Regions from separate parts of the Gossypium hirsutum genome. Here region 1 is linked to region 2. The links are chromatin contacts, called in public Hi-C maps. All regions are on one chromosome and are shown on one strand. The core of a region is the stretch at or near the end of the contact, and the rest is flanking DNA. Distances in the headings are between cores, read along the strand shown. Region 1 has its middle 32 kb from the start of LOC121209148. Region 2 has its middle 11 kb from the start of LOC107896952.

Evidence for each region. A called contact is a pair of places that touch in the nucleus more often than the background predicts.
Region 1: a Hi-C map of leaf shows a contact between it and region 2, with 4 times the contacts expected there. The contact joins two enhancer-like sites. A contact is called at or near these places in 2 of 34 Hi-C or Micro-C datasets (both in leaf).

Annotation. Positions count from the first base shown.
Region 1 is chrA10:75,658,265-75,661,980 of Gossypium_hirsutum_v2.1, reverse strand. No RefSeq gene overlaps it. Among protein-coding and RNA genes, the nearest start is that of LOC121209148, 32 kb to the left of the region's middle. Within about 2 kb of position 1,485, at least 8 of the 9 cell types and tissues checked have an H3K27ac peak or open chromatin away from gene starts, as enhancers often do. A contact at or near this core is called in leaf, where this site is marked.
Region 2 is chrA10:74,815,274-74,818,828 of Gossypium_hirsutum_v2.1, reverse strand. No RefSeq gene overlaps it. Among protein-coding and RNA genes, the nearest start is that of LOC107896952, 11 kb to the right of the region's middle. Within about 2 kb of position 1,763, at least 8 of the 9 cell types and tissues checked have an H3K27ac peak or open chromatin away from gene starts, as enhancers often do. A contact at or near this core is called in leaf, where this site is marked.

The DNA.
Region 1 (3,716 bases), core at 236-2,735, 840 kb before region 2:
CAATAATAATAATAATAATAATGATAATAGGTTTAAAAAAATAAAAAATAATTATATATATATATGCAGTCTAATATATTTTTCTTTAATATATAAAAAAGAGCGATAAGTAAACGAATAGGCGATAATAAAATAATAGATTATAAGGCAATAATAATAATAGGAGCATAAATAAAATAGAACATAGTAAGTAAATATATGCAAGGATTAAAAATAAATAAAATGACAATATATGAATAAGAAAGTAAATGTTTAAACAAATAAAATAAAAGAATAATGAATAACTAATCAAATAAGTAAATAAATGGAGAAATACATGAAATAAAAAGGCTTGACTAAAAGTTTAAAGGAATTTAAAGAACGAGAAAAAAATATAATGAAGCAAGGGACCAAACTGTAACGGGCAAGTGAAACAGAGGGTCCGAAAGGGAAAATATCCCTATGCTCTTAAATGCCATGTTTTATGCGGGACTGAAATGGGATACAAGCAGAGTTCTGAGCCAAAATTAAAAGAAAAAGAAGGGACAAAAAAGGGCTAATCGAAACAGATCAAAAGAGTGGGAGGACCAATTTCACAAACAACCCATAAGGCACAAAACAGTGATGTTTTAACATACATGTAAACTAAATTTTTGCCCTAATGCACTCATTTGACCGATTATTTTATCAAAAAACGAAAAAAGAAAAACTCAAAACCTTCTCTCAAAACGCTCTTCTCTCTCAGTCCCCTGGGCTTCATCGGCACCTAATGCACCTCCATCTCCGTCGCGGTTTCAACTAGATCCATAAGGATCCGTCAACCTTTGGACAGGGGAAGCAAACTTTCACTAGATCGATACCAACAGCAGATAAGAAAACCCTCTTCTTCTTTCTTCTTATTTTTGTATCAAAATGAAAGAAAAATAAATGAATAAATAAAATAAAAAGCCCGAAGAGAAGCAATGAAAATCACCTTTTTGTTTTCTTTTTTTATTTCGATTTCTATGGGGTTTTTGTATTTTGAAGATTGAGTTTTTTTGTTTTCAAAAATCCCCCCTTTTTCAGTTTGTATCAAAACGATTTTTGAAAAAGGAAATGAAATGAACGAAAACAAAAAAAGTGATGAACATCTCTTGAATTTTTTGAGTCTGTTTTTGGTTGTTTCTTTATTCTGCTGTTTTTTTTTTTTGCCTTTGATTGCTCAAAATCTTTGTAATACAATGTTTTTTGTATTTAAAAAAAAACCCTTACATTCGGTTTCTTGGTGGCCTTATAGCCAAATGAGATACCATATTTTCGCTACTCTTTTCGGTCTCTGTTTCTTGCTGTCGTTTCTGCCTTGTTTCTGCTCTCTTTGCCATGTTTGTAGGTTGCGTGAGGAGCCAACGAAGAAGAAAATTTCCTCTTTGGTGTAAGGTCACAGACGAACCTCGGGACGAGGGGCGGGCGATGCGCACGAGGATGAGCGGCGCACATGGGAGCCTCTATGGTTTCATCTTACCGAAAATGTTCAATCATTTTGGGCCATTGGGCTTGTATTAGGGTTAATTTCTTTTGGGTCATAGTGCATTCGGGCTTGTAAATGGACTTGATATTTAGACCATTATTTTGGTTTACTTTTATAAGCTCGGGCAAATTTGAGTACTTACATGTATATAAGTGCATATATTTGTACAATCGATAATGTTTAAATTTTTTTGTTTTTTCTTTTAATTATTGATATTTATTTTAAGATTTATATTGAGAATTTGTTACTGTATCTTTTATTAATGTTTTCCGCAAAATTTAAATCCGTATCTTCCTTTCGGTGTGAAATGTACAGTGCAGTAACTAATATTAAGTAATAATAAGCTTTTGTTTTTTATTTTGGAAACAAATAAACAAATAAGTAAAATAAAACCAATGAATTTTCAACGGGGAATTGTTAAAATAATAATAATAAAACTAATTGACTTCCAAAGTCTTGTTTCTCCTCCAAAATAAATAAAGTCGGATGAAGCAGCCATTGACACATGAAAAATAAAAATAAATTAATTTAGACTAACAACAATGATTCAACGAGGAATTGTCAAAAAAGTAAAAATAATGAAGAAGCCGTTGAATAACAAAAGTAATAATTATCATATTAAAACCAATAGACTTCCAAATTCATATTTCTCCTGAATATAAATAAATAATCACCACCAAATCGTATGAAGCAACGATAAACATCGGCACAAAAATCAGATTCTTAGGAACGAAAGATGCTTCACAAGAAATCAGCGGTGCATTTGATACTAGTCCTACTGCTATCATTTTCTCTACTCTGCCCTCCATCTTCAACTACAAACACTCACTTAACCGGTAAGTTGAATTACAACTATATACAATACTTGTTCTTCATTACTTATTTTAATGATCTCTTTCTGAATTTTTTTTTTTGAATATTTTGTATTGGTATTTGGGGTTAAAATTGTAGTTAAGGAGAGGAATGAAGTGATACATAGAAATCTAGGGGGAGGAAAACCACCTTCATGTCCTCCACATGCTCTTGTCTGTCATGCTAAAAGTAATTTTGCTCCTCCTCGTGATCATGGTAAGTAAGTAGTGCCCTCATCCTTCACGCTGTAACCCAAATTACTGGTTATTATTCATCATAACTTGGGATTTTGTATTATTATGTTTTTCATATTTCCAGTTTTGCTTAAAAGGCTTTATATATTTCAAATAAATTAAGGAGGTTAAAATTTTATATGATGTGTATTTTAATATATTCATGTATTTGTATTATGTTTGAAATGTCTAATTATAAGCTCTAAAGACTTGGACATTAATATTTTATGTGTTGAATTACTCTCCGAATACGGTTTTTGGATTATATACTCTTGAGGTTAATAATTAAACAAATTTGTTATATTTTCCATTATTAATTATTAATTAGTTTTAGTTATTATGTGATAAGATATAGTTTGACTATATACTAGATAAATGGCGGCGCCTTTCTGCTGGAATGTTATACGATTTCAGAGGGAGAGAATAATTTTTATCGTTTGAATGATAAAAATGAGAATAGGAGAGAAAAAAAAGTACTTCATAGCTTATAAAAAATATATATAAACATATTTACAAAAAGACCCCTATAAATTATGTAAAAGGTCACCTAAATTGATACCATATAAGTGAAAATTTTATAGAGATATTCAAGACTTGAGAGACTTAGTAGTGCGCAAAAATCTTGTGAGATTTATTAGATATTCAGTACCTATAAAAAAGTAAAACAACATTCACTTGCATAATTCTGTATGCTCGGTATGGTATCTTCAGTGTACCAAATTGACGCAACACAAATTACAGGGAAAGATCAGAAACTATAAATGGCATGCGCAAAAACCATCCAAAGAACATACCTGATAATCGAAAGTAGCAGCTTACTAGCTGTGAATATGATACAAGAACTGAGCAGAGCATATGATACAAATCTAGTGAGCAGGATCAAGGAATTACTGATGTGACAATGGGAAGTAAATGTGTAACGGTTCAATTTTTGTTTATATTGAAAAATTCAGTTTTTTTTATCGAATTTATTAAGTCGAGCTAGCTGAAAATTTTTTATTTGAGTAATTTGGAGTCAAATATGAAATTTAGAAATAGAATTATTTAGTATCATTATTAAACAATAATAATACAAAGAATAGGTTGGGAGTGGTTCAAAAACTAGTGGAATTGAATTGAGATTTCAATTAAGTCCTTAAAGGTGG
Region 2 (3,555 bases), core at 514-3,013:
CCTCTAAGCCTACGTTTGTGAAAAAACTTAGTATTCTGATCCCCAAACTTAAGCTAATCACATCTAGCTTTTTGCTTCCATAAAAGTTCCTCATGATGAAGAACTGTCTCCAATCTTTTCCCGTATATGTATTTCCAACTAAAATAAGTGATCCAAGCTAGAAAATTCCATTGCCCTTTGAATATCCGCCAACTTATTAATCAACTGTTTTTTATGAGTCTTAAAGTGCCTGTATACCGATTTATTCCAATCTTTGACGCCATAAGTAAAATTGGATAAAGAATATGACATACTCCCATTGAAACACTACTTGCTTTGAACAAAAGCCACAAAATTTGGATGTTCAACCCACCTAGCTAAGAACCTCAAAGGCCTTCTTTAGACATGGTGAATTCTGGATTTAACGAAAGGAGAGGTTTATGATCAGAGTTAATTCACAGAAGATGAGTAACCATACTGTTGGGAAATGGTTTCAACCAAGTATCATTACCAATGGCTCGATCTAACCTTTCAAGAATACCACTTTTCTGCTAAGTGAAAGAAGAACCCTTGAAACCCAAATCATGCAACTCAGCCGAATCAACAGATTCTCTGAAAAAAGGACATATCCTCCTACTAGAACGCCCACCTTTCTTTTCATTTATGGATAAAATAACATTGAAATTTCCAATAGCCACCCAAGGATCTGATTTGGATGGAATTAAAGATTTCAAAGCCTCCTAAAGAAATTTGCGTTTCTGTTTATCAAGACTGCCATAAACAAATGAAATAAAAAATAAACTTTGAAGGGATACCACATGATACCCGTACTAAAATAAATTGAGGGTGATTTCAAGCCACATCCACTTGAATCGAGTCCTTCCAACCTATCCAAATACCCCCAGAATATCCAATCGCTTCCACCCGGTCGGAACACTAGAAACCCAACTTAGTAGTAATAGAGTCTGTGTTGTCTCCACTCACTCTCGGTTCAAGAAGGCCAACAATATCTGGTTTATACTCTATGTTATACTCATGAAAATACGAGGAAATTAACACTAGCACACCCTTGACAATTCCCAGAAAAAAAGATAAGTTCATAATAAAAACACAAAATAGGAGAATACCAACCTTAACTACCAATTACTGTAGAATCTGCCAAGCTATTCTCTACTTTCTTGGAGCCACTATCCCTACCTTCAATTGCCAATTGAGAAGCAATAAGCTCAACCATAAAGTTCATTGAGTCAGATAAAGGAACTCGAGAACTTCCTGACATCTTAAACTGACTCCCACGGCTACCTAGAGATTTGTTAAGTTTCTTCCCTCTCTAACAAAATTAAATTTTCCACCCGCACCTCTCCCTTTGAAACTCAAGTCGTCTTTTTCACCATTAGTAAGACTCCCACTAATGGTTACACTTTTGTTATTCGATTGTAAATTTTCTTTAAAAATTAATGCCAAATGTTTGTTAGGATCTAAACCACCTTTGCTCATTGAAATACCAACCTTCACCAACCCTTCGAACATTGGATTAAAGTGGGAAATAATTCCAGTAGTGTTGTCTTCAACTATGTTTGTACCATCAATATCAGCCGAATTTTTATGGGATTATGTTAATCAAAGCCTAAAACCATTCGTTCTTTCTTTTTAACCCAATAGAGTTTGGGTCACCGAATTTTGGCCTGCTGGCACAATTAACTCTCCTTGGTCCCCCCTAGACCTGTCCACTGATTGCCTACTTGGGCCCTTTGATGAGCTACCAGCTTCCTTTGTTACCATACTACTACCCACCTCATAAGATCCCCCACTCAGGCCCACCAATCCAACATTCCTTCGTTGGCCCACCTGAACTGTCTTTTCATTACCCCCCAAATTTATCCAAAAACTTGTCTGTTAGATTTTGCCTAAAACCCTAAGGAATCCCTACCCATAGGTTCTTTTCCTTTATTTCAGGCCTCCTTAGATTTCTTAATCTCTTGACTGAAATCCCCTTTTTTCTTATCAGTCGAAATCAAAGCCATAAATCGGGATCCCATAGCCTTGTTCTCCTGATTAACCATTCTTGAATTTTGCAAATTACTTGATTTTCGCCTGGATTTCTTCTCAACAACCATCCAAGGCCCGTAAACCGCTATTCTTATTGACACGCCAACCTCCGTCATAACCATATCAGACGATGGCATTTGATTTTTCGGTGAAACTAAATTCCCTACTATGGTGCATGACTCCTTCAGTTGTCCATACCGGCCACAAGTGAAGCAAACCATCAGTAAGGATTCATACTCAATGTTTTGGAGATTACCATTTATCAACACATGTGAAACTAAAGGTTTATCCAAATGAACATATACCACCATACAGGCAAAACGACCCCTCGAACCTTTATCCATATTAAAATCCAATTTAGCGACTCTCCCTACCATTTCTCCTATCTCCATAGAACTTTTTTCATGTACAAATGCCCTAGGAGGCCTGGTGATTTGACACAAGTCATTACAACGTTAGGGTAAGGTTGTGCAGGATTGAAGTCTATAGTCCAAGGTTACGTAGCCAAGTATTGGTCATAAATGACCCATGGCCCTTGAGAAATCACTTTGTCGAAATCCTTTTCATCCTGAAAATTTGCCAAATAGTACCCATTCTCAATGTCCATCAGCTGGAACAGCAGGGAAGGCTTCCAGAGACTATGAACCCTATTTTGTAGAGCCACATATCCTATACTCCTCCCCAAGAGTTTTAGCACCATCGTAGTGGACCAAGAGTTTTATCACCATCGTAGTGGACAAATCCTTGATGAGAAGTTGATTAACCTTATCTGAGAATTCAATTGAAGGAATTCCATTAACCGTAGATTTCTTGATATCCCTGTTGGAGAGATTGAAATCATCGTCCCCTTCTTTTTCCAAGATATTCAGTTACCTTCTTCAAATTTGAAAAGCCTTTTCCCAAAAGTCAATCTTTCCACAAGAGGTTCAGATCAGATGACATATCCATATCCTCAACAACATCAGATCCCGCTTGCTGCTTCTTAAATCTCACCTTCTTGGTGCGTCGATCTTCAATAGCACGTTCGTCAATCCTATCCATTTCATAGACAGAGCTTGACATCGTAGAGACAGAAAAGATGCTTGTTTGGTACATATTTTAAGGTTAGAAGGCAAACCTATTAAAGTATAGAAAAGTGAGATTTTTATCAAAAGTAAAAATACATGATAAAAAAAGGAGTATACGAAAAACGCATACCAAATTAATGTAATTTTTTTCCTTTTTTGAATTATGTACCACTAATCTTATATGTAGATGAGATTAATAATTAAACTAATTTGTTATATTTCCCCTTAATAATTAGTTTTAATTATTATGTGGTAAAATATAGTTGAGGTTAATAATATATATGTATTTAATGTCAAATTTTACTTTTTTTTACTAGTCTGAGTGGTTTAAAACTGAGAGGTTTTTTGCTAATAAGTTTAATTTTGGAATTTTAGAATGAAGGTTAATGTAGAATTTGAGCAAAAAAAAAAAAAGAGGTTAATCTAGAAAAGAAAACAATAACATTCAAATACCGATGTT